3 separate regions of the Mus musculus genome follow, and all the other regions are linked to region 1. A link is a contact called in public Hi-C and promoter capture Hi-C data. All regions are on one chromosome and are shown on one strand. Each heading gives the region's core, a stretch centred on a gene start, on an enhancer-like site or on the middle of the called end of the contact. The rest is flanking DNA. Distances are from core to core; before and after follow the strand shown.

Region 1 (3,864 bases), core at 1,000-3,499:
ATCCAACACCCTCTTCTGGCCTGGGCATAGATGTGCATATATTTTAAAAAGTTAAATTTGGCCTATGCTGGCTCATTTCATGTCAACTTGACAGGGTGGGGTCATCTGAGAGGAGGGTACCTCAATGGAGAAAATGCCTCCCTCAGATCTACCTGAGGGCAAACCTGTTATTTTCTTAATTGGTAATTGATGGGGAGGAGTCCAGCCTATTATGGGTGGAGCCACCTCTGTCCCGGTGGTTCTGGGATCTGTAAGAAAGCAGGATGAGCAAGCCATGAGGAGCCAGCCAGTAAGCAGCACACTTCCATGACCTGCATCAGCTCCTGCTTCCAGGATCCTGCCATGATGTCCTTCAGTGATGGACTATAATGTGGAAGTGTAAGCCAAATATACTGCCTGCCACTAATTATTAAGGCAGCTACTTACAGTTCTGTCCATTCGGTCTGTCATTCTTCATTAAGAAGCACCCCAGTACACACAGACACACATGTGACAGTGCTGTCTAGCTACATAACTTAAACATGCAGCTACAATTAGGCAGATAGGAATATCGAGATCACTTGGCATTACTTGAGATACCCATGCCTACATGGAGTCTGGATAAACTTAAGTTAAACCCCAGTTCTGCAAGCAGTCTCAGAATGCTTCTTCCCAGGCTTGGAATTCCGTCCTCAGGCTCCTCCCAAAACGTCCTCCCAGAACTATACATATGCTCTTAACTCTCCTGATGCTCTGGAGTGTCATCTGGGTGACATTCCTATATCCTCACTACTCCATGTCTCTTATTCTTCTCCATTACTCTCATACACCCAGACACATGCAGCTCATTTTATCCTCCTACTTAACTCAGAGACAGTTCTTTCAGAAACAACCCTGAGTGCTGCTACTGATGGAAGGCCCTATTTCTTCATGACTTTCTCCAGCTCTTGGCCATAGCCAGCCCTCTCATCAGAGTTCACCCCCTGAAAACAGCTTCCTGCTCTGTCCCGGACCACCTTGCCTCCACTGCTATGACTAGCCTTCCTTGGCCACTTCTGTTCTCCCCACAGCTTCTTGCTGCCCTTTAAACACATTAGCAAGCTTAGGTGTGCTCCGTGCTTGTAAACCCAGCGCCAACGAGGTGGAACCAGACGTATTTCAATTTAGAGACCAGCCTCATGTTACATGGCAAGACCCTAATCAAAGTGTGTGTGTGCAATTGAATTAAAAATAAAACATCGGAAAGAAAAGGTCAGGGTGGCCCAGCCTGTGCACTAGCTGTTCTCATTTCTAGCAGCCGCCCAAGACGTCAGCCTGAGATTCTTTCTTATCTCCTCTAATTGCTCTCCTAAAGATACCAACTGCTCCAATCTCCTTCCCCTGCTTCTGTGTTGTATTTAACTCTAGTCCACTTAACTTTCCCCAGGTTTTTCTTATTGTCTCTTCTCCGCTGAAGAGTAAACTCCACCAGGACAGACACATCACCTCTACACAAGCAGCATCCCAGCCAAGACTGAGAATAGAAAAAGCACTTGCTAAAAGGCAAAACATTTTTGAAGTGGAGAATGCTCTGGTTTGGAACAACTGCCCTCTAGTGGTGCAGTACGCTCACTGCCAACTTCATAGTGATTTCGGATAAGTCAAGCCCACGAACAAATAATTCCTCTTCATGCTAGAAAAACACACCCACAAATAAAGCAAATGTCGAGAACGGTTCCCTAGGGGCTATACTGAGAGCTCAAAGAATCCCTGAAGTAGCACTCTGATGAGATCAGTGCTCAGAAGCTACGATCAAAGATTCTGGGGGCAAGAGAGCCTGGATGATGGGCAAAATTACGCACGCAGGTGCTGGGTTCCAGGTGCTCCGGGGATCAGAGGCCCCGCCTGCCCACGGCCGAGCGCTCTCTATTGGCAGATCCACGGAGGTTCCGCGTTCCCGTTGGCTCAGCTGTAGGAAAGGCCCAGGCCTTCGAGCATCCAGTCCAGCCGGCCGCAGAAGAAAGTCTGAGGCCTTAAGAACGTAGAGGGCGTCGCGTCCTAGCCTTGACACGACTCGAGAAGGCCGCCTCTATCTGCCAGCGGACTAGTCCAAGACACTCCTCTCCTTGGACCGCAGCGGCTACGTAGGTCCAACCTCAAGACAGCTCGCGCAGACGCAGTCGGCGCACGGTGCGCCCCCGGCAGCCCCCGCGGCACTGACCGTCGGAGGAGGCGGAGGGGGATGACGTCATCCGGCGGGGCGACGGGCATTGGGCGCCATTTTGAAAAGGGGAAAAAATTCCCTCCCCGGCGGCGGCGACGGTGGCGGCAGCGGCGGCGGCGGTGGCGGCCGGGGCTGAGCGCTCGGAGCGCCTCGGTCGGCCGCGCTCGGCTGGGCGCGTCCCGCCCGCGCCATGGCAGGTGAGGGCCGTGCGCGAGCGAGCGAGCGGGGCGGGCGGGCGGACTGGACGGTGGTGGGGCGGGGCGGGGCCGGCCTGACGGCGCGCTCTGTTGCAGGAGCTGGAGGCGGCGGCTGCCCGGCGGGCGGCAACGACTTCCAGTGGTGCTTCTCGCAGGTGAAGGGCGCTGTCGACGAGGACGTGGCGGAAGGTGAGGCCCGACCGACACCCCACCCCAACCCCCGAGCCCCGCAAGGTCATGCTCGCTCAGCCGCCGGTCCGGACGCGGCCGCCTTTGCCCGCCTGACCGGCGTTGTCCCGGGAGACCCTCGGCCGGCCAGCGGCTGAAGAGAGGGAGGGGTGTCCGTAGGGAGACGGCTGCGGACGCGGGGCTGGGGAGAGACTGCGGCTGAGTCCCGCTTCGGGGATCTGTTGGGGAGACGGCGGTGGACGCTAGCCTTGGGAGGCTATGGGGATGATGGCCATGACGCCGGCCTCAGGGGTCGGTGGGCACAGATGGCCATGGAGGCCAGCCTCGGGAGGCTATGGGGAGACGACCGTGGACGCCGGCCTCGAGGGTCTGTAAGAAGGTAAGGCCGGGGCAGAGGTATCGAGCCATGTAAGGAAGATGCGGCCACAGGTCTTTGGAGTCTGGGGTGTATAACGATCTTAAATGCATGTCTCACTAGCGTCTGTACGGAGTGAAGAAAAAGGACTGTAGACACTAGGCAGCGACCCCGGGATTCCGCTAGGAGTTGGTACCACGGGGTGAGGTGAGGTCCATTTTTGTGAAAGGAGAGAGATAGGGGGGCATGGCAGTTGATCTTGAGGCCCTGTGGGGTAAATCAGGTCCCAGACACTAATGTGGGAGCCCATGCAATATAAAGGGTCTTTCATCTATCTCCCTGGCACCCGTATAAGGTGGAAGGAGAACCATGCAGGGTTATCAGTCTCCGGGGGCCCATGCTGGACTGGACTCAGGACGGGATGGAGCACCGAGTGCTCTGGATACCCTGTTTGTGGTCGTAGGTGTGCTAGTCTGTCCAGTCCAATCTCTGGCCAGGTAGACGTCGGTCAGCCCTGGATCTCCACCTCTTGTTGTTGAGCAAGAGGAACTTATTTGTCATGGGGTCTCCTGAAGCGCTACAGTAGTGGCGGTTTTCTTTTTTTAACTGAGTAGTGTTTTCTCTTCCCACACTGCTCTTTAAAGTCACTTCTCCAGACTTTGTTTTTTGATGTTGTCCCATCCAGCCAAGTCCTGGGATTTCAAACACACACTGTGTGTGTGTGTGTGTGTGTGTGTGTGTGTGTGTGTGTGTGTGTGTGTGTGGTGAGCATAGGCCTGCCTGTTCGTGCTCCTGCACGTGTGGAGGTTAGAGGACAACTTAGCAGAGTTGGTTCTTTTTACCACGTGAGTCCCAGGGATGGCCATCAGGCTTGACAGCGAATGGCTTTACCTGCTAAGCAGTCTCATCCACCCACTTACAGTTTATTTTTGTTTTTTGAA
Region 2 (3,864 bases), core at 650-3,149, 6.1 Mb after region 1:
AAGACATTTAGGAATAGCACAGGACAGACCTCATTTCACCTTTAAAATATACATGTCTTTGGGGGGGGGGTTAACATCCAGAAGTAACTGATGTGCATTGTATAAACATGGGAAGAAGTCCAAAGGTCATGGGATTGCTGAATCCTGAGGTGGCCACGGTCAGCATTTGTCATCTTTCTAGTGTGAACTTAAGTGAGTCTCCTAGTGCCTGACAGCTTTGCTCTCCGTGGCTGTCACCAGATCCAGCTAGGTTTTACAAGTCTCACCACAGTGCTCATTATAGGGTGTCAAATCTCCACAGTTCTCTGACTACTTCCCACAGACAAAAATCAAACAAAATTAAACTACCAGGTCAAAGCGGACAGACTTTCAAATGACCTTCTTATCCTTTTGAACCATCTGACCAAAAGTCAGCTCAAATTCATACATTGGTGAACAATGAAAGTTCCCTTTAATTCCACCAAACAGAGGGCTCAGGGCCTTTAACCATCTCAGAAGGCAGATGCTACTTCTGGCTGCTCTTTCCGTGGACTCCGTCTGTTCCTCCTGGGACTCTACCCAATTTAAAGGCCAGACACCTGCTGCTCAGTTCTGTGCCATACAAAAGGCCCATTAGCTTGCTATTTTCTCCTGTTAGGATGAATTCATTCATTCATTCATCTATTTCTTTTTTTTTTTGTTTTTTTGTTTTTTTGTTTTTTTTCGAGACAGGGTTTCTCTGTGTAGCCCTGGCTGTCCTGGAACTCACTTTGTAGACCAGGCTGGCCTCGAACTCAGAAATCCGCCTGCCTCTGCCTCCCAAGTGCTGGGATTAAAGGCGTACGCCACAACGCCCGGCTCATTCATCTATTTCTAAACAATTATATTTTATGTTTTGAGATATGGTCTCACTCTTCAGCCCAGACCAGTCTGGAATGCACTCTGTAGCCCAGGTTGGCCTCAGATTCATGGCAGTTCTTTTCCCTCAGCTTCCCACATGGGGCTTACAAGTGGGGGCCACTGTCCCTGCTTCCAGGATGAATCTGTTTTGTACCCACATCTTTTTTTTTCTTTTCATTTTTTGAGACAGGTTTTCTCTGTGTAGCCCTGGCTGTCCTGGAACTTACTCTGTAGACCAGGCTGGCCTCGAACTCAGAAATCTGCCTGCCTCTGCCTCCGAAGTGCTGGGATTAAAAGAAGACCTTTGCCACCGCACCTGGCCTCCTTTTTCTTTTTGTGGTTAACTTTTTACTTGGTGTAGACTCTTCTGATGAGCAGTGTGAGCAGCGTGAGCAGAGTGTGAGGGACTCACTTTATTTTCCTGAGAAACCATACTTGCCTGTCATGGCGAGTGCTCACTGCTCTATCCTTCCTGAAGTTTGTGATTTTATTTTTATCACGGAAGTTTTACTCCTAGGAGACATTCTAGGCTGTTCTCCAGGCTTATCTCTTCTTCAGTCAACATGCCATCATGTTCATCACCAGACTCAAACTTCTCTCTTCTGTCTGACACAGTAGTTCTCATTTTCAAAAAGCATTTTGTTATAGTTAAGGATTCATTTGCACAGATGAAATTCAGTTCAAGTGGCGTGTTTACTTATTCAGCCCTCCATCAATTACAGTGTTGTATCTCTGGTCTCTTTTATACAGGAGCTGATTAACTTGTTAGCAATTGTTGCCTAAGGAACTTACTGTACTGTGGAATACTCTTTAAAACTATACTTTGGAAGGTATCTCTGATGGAAATGATGAGAAAACTAACTTCAATTTCTGCTGTTTGAAGAGTGGGTGCCTGTGAGATTGGAGCGCTTGGACAAAGTGGCTCCTCCTGCCGGCCAGCCCTTCGGAACCACCTGATACTTGACTGTGTATGAAATACTTCAGTTTTGCTTTAAATACTGGCAGCAAGTGCTAGCGTTCGGGGTTGGGGATTTAGCTCAGTGGTAGAGCGCTTGCCTAGCAAGCGCAAGGCCCTGGGTTCGGTCCTCAGCTCTGGAAAAAAAAAAAAAAAAAAAAAAAGACAAAATAACAAAAAGACCAAAAAAAAACAAGGTAACTGGCACACACAACCTTTTTCATTTTCAAAGACCCCCCCCCAAGGGCATTTTCATGTCTGGGGGCAATATTTATTATCTGCCCTTTAGGATATCGCAGTATCAAATCGTTTCCAGCCCTCAGGGAGGGTCCGGTGCAGTGTACAGATGCGGTGATTGACAGTCCGGTGACAGCAGAGGATGCCGGATACTCCTCCCTCCTTGAAGCCTGCCCCTTGGGCCCTTCCTCCATTTCCTGGGAACGCCCCTGTGCCAGATCTTTGGTAACTTTTCTCATTTCTTTAAGACCCACGTTTGTGAATTCGGTCCCATCTGTTTGGATTTTGAAAATAAAAGCAGGGTTCGTCTGGACACCGCGAGCGACCCAGACGACGTGCCCCAAGCGACCTGACCCGCCCCACCCACCACGGAGCGAGCGGTACCAAGGAGGAGGAGCAAGGCTTCCCTCGGGCTAGCCCCGCCCATGTAGCATCTACCCATGCGCAGTGGGATGGGCTTTTTTTTTTTTTTTGGCTTCTTTAGCTTGCCGTCCTTACCCGCCCTGCTCCGCGCGGCATACACGGAAGTGTCTTCTTCATTCTGACAATCCGGGCGTTTGTGATCGCGTCTCGCCAGTTGGCGATTACTACACAGAATGAAAGGAATGCGAGGGCCGGGGGAGAGCCGAGACACCGCCATGGCCGTGGAGCAGGACATATTTGACGCCGTCGTGATGGCGGATGAGAGGTGGGCAGAGAGACCCGGCTCCGCCCCGCCCCGGCAGCTGCTGGGCAGTCCTCGGGGATACCCGCCTTCGCCATCTGCGAGCTGCCACTTTTTCTTGTCCTTTAATTGCCGCACATACGGCGGTATTCATGGGTCTGCTGATGGATATGTCGGGCAGGCCCCTTTGGATCCTGAAAAGTCCCCAGGGAACGCCTGGGCGGGACGGTGGCCCAGGTCATCTTGGCCTCTCCAGGCTGGCTGCTCATTGTGGGTTGGGTACCTCCCCGGGTGACTGCTCAGGCTCGGTTTAGGGAGTCGGGTCCTGGCAGATGCCCACGCCCCCAAATGGGGAGCTGTTCACTGCCTCACATGGGGGCTTCCAGAACATTCCTTCAACAGCGCCGGCAGCAATTTATTGCCAGTTTGAGGGTTGAACTCTTAGACACAATAATACCCACCTACCCAGAGCATCCCAGTGGTGGCATACTGTCTTGATCTTGGGGACATTTTCTGTACCTCTACAGAGGTGTGAGGAGTCCTGGGTGCTTGGAGTGTTTTAGAAACAAACAGGTTGAGTTATGATGGCATGTAGGCTCAGATGCACCTACCCTCACACCTACATTTTCAAAAGTAGATTCCTAGTGTGTTCCGAGCTTGCTTGAGTTTGTATCTTTACATTTTCCTTGTGGGTTCTGGTGCTCGGCTGGGTTTGGTAGTCATCTGTGTAGCCTACCTACAGTTACAGATGATAACCTGGCTTTCTAGGGGTTGGGGCTGTAGTTCAGTTAGTAGAGTGTTTGCCACAGAATGTAGCCCATATGTATCAGGGCTCCTCTTGGAGATGGTGGCACACACCTGTAATCTCAGCATTCAAGAGCTAGAGGCAGGGCTGCTTGAATTGGAGGCCAGCCTTGGCTGCACAGTGAGATACTGCCTCAAAAATGGGACTAATGGGCACAGTAATGGGCCAGGGTGTAGAAGAGCTAGACCTAGAAGCTGTATTCTGTGACTTGAGTTTTAAGCTTTTCCTACTACCCAGACTGCTGGGTCCAGTGGGATCTGGATAATACAAGGCAGGAAGAGGTATCTTGCCTGATGATGTGTGTTTCTTTATCACAGATTCCAT
Region 3 (3,864 bases), core at 567-3,066, 5.2 Mb before region 1:
GTCCCGAAGAAAAAAAAACCCACTACTATACTACCTCAGTAAATTCTTACTGATACATCGTTATTAATAAATGACAAAACTGTAAGGTTATCAGAACCTAACTTATATTTGTAGAAGTGTTAATAAAATTAAATATGAAACAAGAAAGAAAAATAGAAAAATGTTAGACTAAATGTAAATCATTTCTTTCTTACATGAATCTGTTCATTTAGAGACACAAAAACAACCAGAGATTTCCATTTCAGAAACAGATGGATTTTCAAATTGGGACCATATTACTTTTTAAATATTTGCTTATCATTTAACATACTATGATGTGCAATTTAATTTTTAAAAATATTCCTGTAAAAAAAAATATTCCTGTAACGTGAGTTAATGGATATACAGGGTTTATTTTTAAGTACTCAAAGTTTAATCTTTTTGTGTTAGCTACATAGGTCTTATTCAGATCTCTGTATTATTATTGTGTGTGTGTTCATGCCACAGGACATGTGACGGCCAGAGGGGAGCTTTCCAGAGTCAGTTCTCTCCTTCTACAGTGGGGTCCAGGGATGACATGGAACTCGGGCCCTCAGTTTTGTTTGGCACAAGCTTTTATGTGACGAGCCTGCTAGCCTCTGATGTAATAAACAACGAAAAGGACAAAACAAACAAACAAACAAACAAACAAAAACTGGCTCTAAATACAGAGTAGTTTAAAAAAAAATCACAAAACATGCTTTAAAGTAAGGATCTGCAAAATATGCACCAAAAAGTTAATTCATAAAAATGTCTTGTTTTGCATGAAAGCAATTTGCAGACTGCATCTGCTTTCTCCGAGAACTCCTAAAGTTTTTCAGTTACTGGGTTTTTAGAGACTAAGGAAAATTATAACCTGGCATGGCTAAATAATTGCAAAGGCCAAAACACTGAAAACTGAAAACGTATACCTCCGTCCTGGCTCAGCCATTAGGAGCACTTTCTGCTCTTGCAGAGGACACAGCTTAGCACCCACAGCCCACAACTCCCAACTGCGTGTAACTCCCGTTCCAGGAGATCTGATGCCCTCTTCTGGTTTCTGCGGGCACTGCATGCACACACGCAGCCAAAGCACTCAAAACACATTTAAAAAAAAAAAAAAAAAAAAAAAAAACCCAAAACGTAATACCTCGACATAAAACAAAACCTTTTACCTCAAATATATATGTTTTATGAGGAATGTAGCAGTTTGTCTGTTATTGGGTGCAGGGTGGAAATGTAGCTCCGAGTGCTTGCCTAGCCTACACGAAGCCCTGGGTTCCATCCTCGGGCAGAAAGAAACCCCAGCCCTCGGGAGCTGGAGGCAGAGTGTCAAGTTCAAGGTCACTCTCGGCTATTTTGCGAGTTCGAAACCAGCCAGGGCTGCATGAGCGCTGCCTAGAAACCGATTAAACAGACTGATGGCTTCTCTCTCCTTGCTTCAGCCCCACTGATCTGAGGGTGCTGAGACCCACGGAGGTCCCCGCGCGTGTGCAACTCGGAGAAGCCCCAAGAGAGCGGCCGCCTGCGAGGGCCTTGATGCCACCAGCTTTGATTACGCGAATACCCAAGGCGGCACCGCCCCACCCCAGCCACCGCGACTTTGACTCAAGTCTCATTAACTGTTTGCCAACAAAGACCGGCCACGAGCGAGGGGGAGGAGCCCGGGAGGCGTGTATCGCGAGAAGTGTCCGCCCTAATGGTGTGACAGGCAACGGCGTGCGGCAGCTCCTGCCCGGACCGCGAAGGAGGAGCCAGAGCCGGAGGACGGGCTGGACCTTTGGGTGAATCTCGCGAGATTTCATCGCGCTACCTCGAGCTCTTCCTGGCAGCCGCCGGAAGTGCGAGCCGCTGAGTGTCCGAGTCGCTCGCTCTGAGGTTCTCCTGCGACTCTGGGCCCGCGTTCCTGTCGCCGCCTCCAGGGCTCGCGCGTCTGGTCGCCTCCCCAGGGTCGGAAATGATGGGGGACCCCAAGGAAGCAGGAGCCGAGGCTTCTCCTTCAGGGGCGGCCGCCCGAGGAGGGCTCAGCCTCCTGTCCCAGGCGGACTCCGAGGAGCCTTCTGCACAGGTGAGAGGCGGCGGCGGCGGAGCGCGACCTGCAGGGGCTTGGGGGGTTTGCGGGCCTGGGAGGGGGACGTGGGGCTTCTGGAACTTTCTTCCACGCCTCCTTAGCACCTCTAGTACGGAATGAATCACCAGGCGAGCCTGTCGTCGGGTGTGCAGGCAGGCGTTTGCTTGCAATGCGCAACACCCCTGGCTTCGCACTCGGCGCCAGTGGACGGGCTATAGAGTGTGTGTGTGTCACAGCCCGCCGAAGGCAGGCAGAGGAGAGAGGGACGGACCCAGGGAGGGCACAGAGAATTTGCAACGCCTGGAAGGGTTCTCGAAGGAGAGTCGAACAGCGGGTCCAGACATTGAGCATGCCCGGGTGGGTGTAGGGTCAGCTACGGAGCTAATGTAGAATGGGATGCGATGAGCTTACCGATCAATCGCTGTGTGTTTGGTAAAAATAAACACGTCCTGCAAATGACGTTTGTCATTGACTTATGCTACTTAAAAATATTCCATTAGAACCGTACAGAAGTCTTGCTCGTTTTACATGCGGTTGACAGGACACAGTTGAGCGCACTTAGTTTCTGAGTCTACATTTTTCTGTGACTCATCGTACCGGGTTGAGTCTTGGCTGGTGTGGAACTGGTTATGCAGACCGGGCAGTCAAGCTGGACGTAGACCTTGCACTGGCCCTTGTGCCTCTGCCTCCAGAGTGCTTGAAGCTTGTGTTTGCAACTACTATGCCCAGATTTTTAAAAAGCAGGTTGGTTGGCCCCTGTCCACTTCTTGATTGATCCTTTTTTTTTTTTTTTTTTTTTTTAGTTTCGTGAAAAACAGCTAAGTAAGCGTAATTTAAGCTTGTTTATTAAGTGTTAGAGCTGACACGCAGCTGAGGCTCCTTGTGAATCCTGATTTGGTGGGTTCTTAATTCATTTTTATGAAAGTGAGATTGTCGTTCCTGGCAGTGTTCATTAAAGCTTCATTCCATATGTTATTTAGGGATCGGCCTTATTTCTTGGAGGCAACGAAGTGAAAAGCAGAGCTGTGGTAAAATACTCTTCTGCCCCTCCTCGAACAGCGTTTGCACGTCTCGAAGAAAAAACAGACTTGAAACTCCCACCTGCCAACTGGTTACGAGAGAGTGCCAAACTAGGGCCAGCAGGAACCACCATTCTTGGCAATAGTAAGAAAAGCAAGCCGTTTTCAAGGTAAATTTTAATCGCTGGCATTTCTTTCCCTCCCTCTCAACCCCGGCTCGAAGCTCTGAAAGCTGCTTCGCAGTTCAATTGGAGATGCATGTTCACTTGCTCAGATATTTTTAGTAAAAGAATATAGTTGTCATCCAAAGTCCATGGTACAGTAAGAAGATTTCAGAGGTACATGCTTTCTTCCAGGCTGCAGCATGTCACGATAACGTGTACACGTTGACTGCTCATCAGCTGTTTTAGCCTGTTGTGTCTGCTTTCATATGTGCAAATAGGATGGTATGCGAGGGGCAAGACTTAAGCTGCTGCTCGGCTTGCCCTTTGGAGTGTTTATTAAATATGATGGAGTATTTGGAAAAGCCTGAGGTTTAAAACCCCAAATGCTGGGTAACCTACACCCTTGACCCACACTGGAAATTCTACTGGTGGTTTTTAAAGTTGTGAGTATTTGGGAGTCTTATGCTGTGTCTATATTCTTGTAGGCTGTTTTAACCGTGTTTTCTTTTTCCTCCCCTGAATGATTGGACTTAAAACATTTTTATATAACTTATATAAAACTTTATATAACACAGAAAGAGCCACAAATGCATTAATACCCTGAGCTAGTAGT

Evidence for each region. Promoter capture Hi-C pulls out the DNA fragments that hold promoters and counts their contacts. Hi-C and Micro-C count contacts between places; a contact is called where the count stands out from the background.
Region 2: a Hi-C map of CD8 T cells shows a contact between it and region 1, with 6 times the contacts expected there. The contact joins the promoter of Bc1 here to the promoter of Ppp2r2d in region 1. A contact is called at or near these places in 3 of 484 Hi-C or Micro-C datasets (CD4 T cells, CD8 T cells and regulatory T cells).
Region 3: a promoter capture Hi-C map of pre-B cells shows a contact between it and region 1, with 4 times the contacts expected there. The contact joins the promoter of Edrf1 here to the promoter of Ppp2r2d in region 1. A contact is called at or near these places in 1 of 39 promoter capture datasets (pre-B cells) and 3 of 484 Hi-C or Micro-C datasets (CD4 T cells, CD8 T cells and embryonic stem cells).

What each region holds. Positions count from the first base shown.
Region 1 is chr7:138,844,137-138,848,000 of GRCm38.p6, forward strand. Ppp2r2d (protein phosphatase 2, regulatory subunit B, delta) reads left to right here and starts at 2,250. Exons shown (of 9, transcript NM_026391.2): 1 at 2,250-2,379; 2 at 2,476-2,568. The coding sequence starts at 2,373. Mapk1ip1 (mitogen-activated protein kinase 1 interacting protein 1) reads right to left here and starts at 2,131. Exons shown (of 2, transcript NM_001045483.1): 1 at 1,821-2,131.
Region 2 is chr7:144,912,571-144,916,434 of GRCm38.p6, forward strand. It overlaps Bc1 (brain cytoplasmic RNA 1), which reads left to right and starts at 1,900. Exons shown (of 1, transcript NR_038088.1): 1 at 1,900-2,053. It overlaps LTO1 (ABCE maturation factor), which reads left to right and starts at 2,530. Exons shown (of 4, transcript NM_001357869.1): 1 at 2,530-2,759; 2 at 3,858-3,864. The coding sequence starts at 2,668.
Region 3 is chr7:133,635,859-133,639,722 of GRCm38.p6, forward strand. Edrf1 (erythroid differentiation regulatory factor 1) reads left to right here and starts at 1,817. Exons shown (of 25, transcript NM_178115.4): 1 at 1,817-2,065; 2 at 3,049-3,257. The coding sequence starts at 1,955.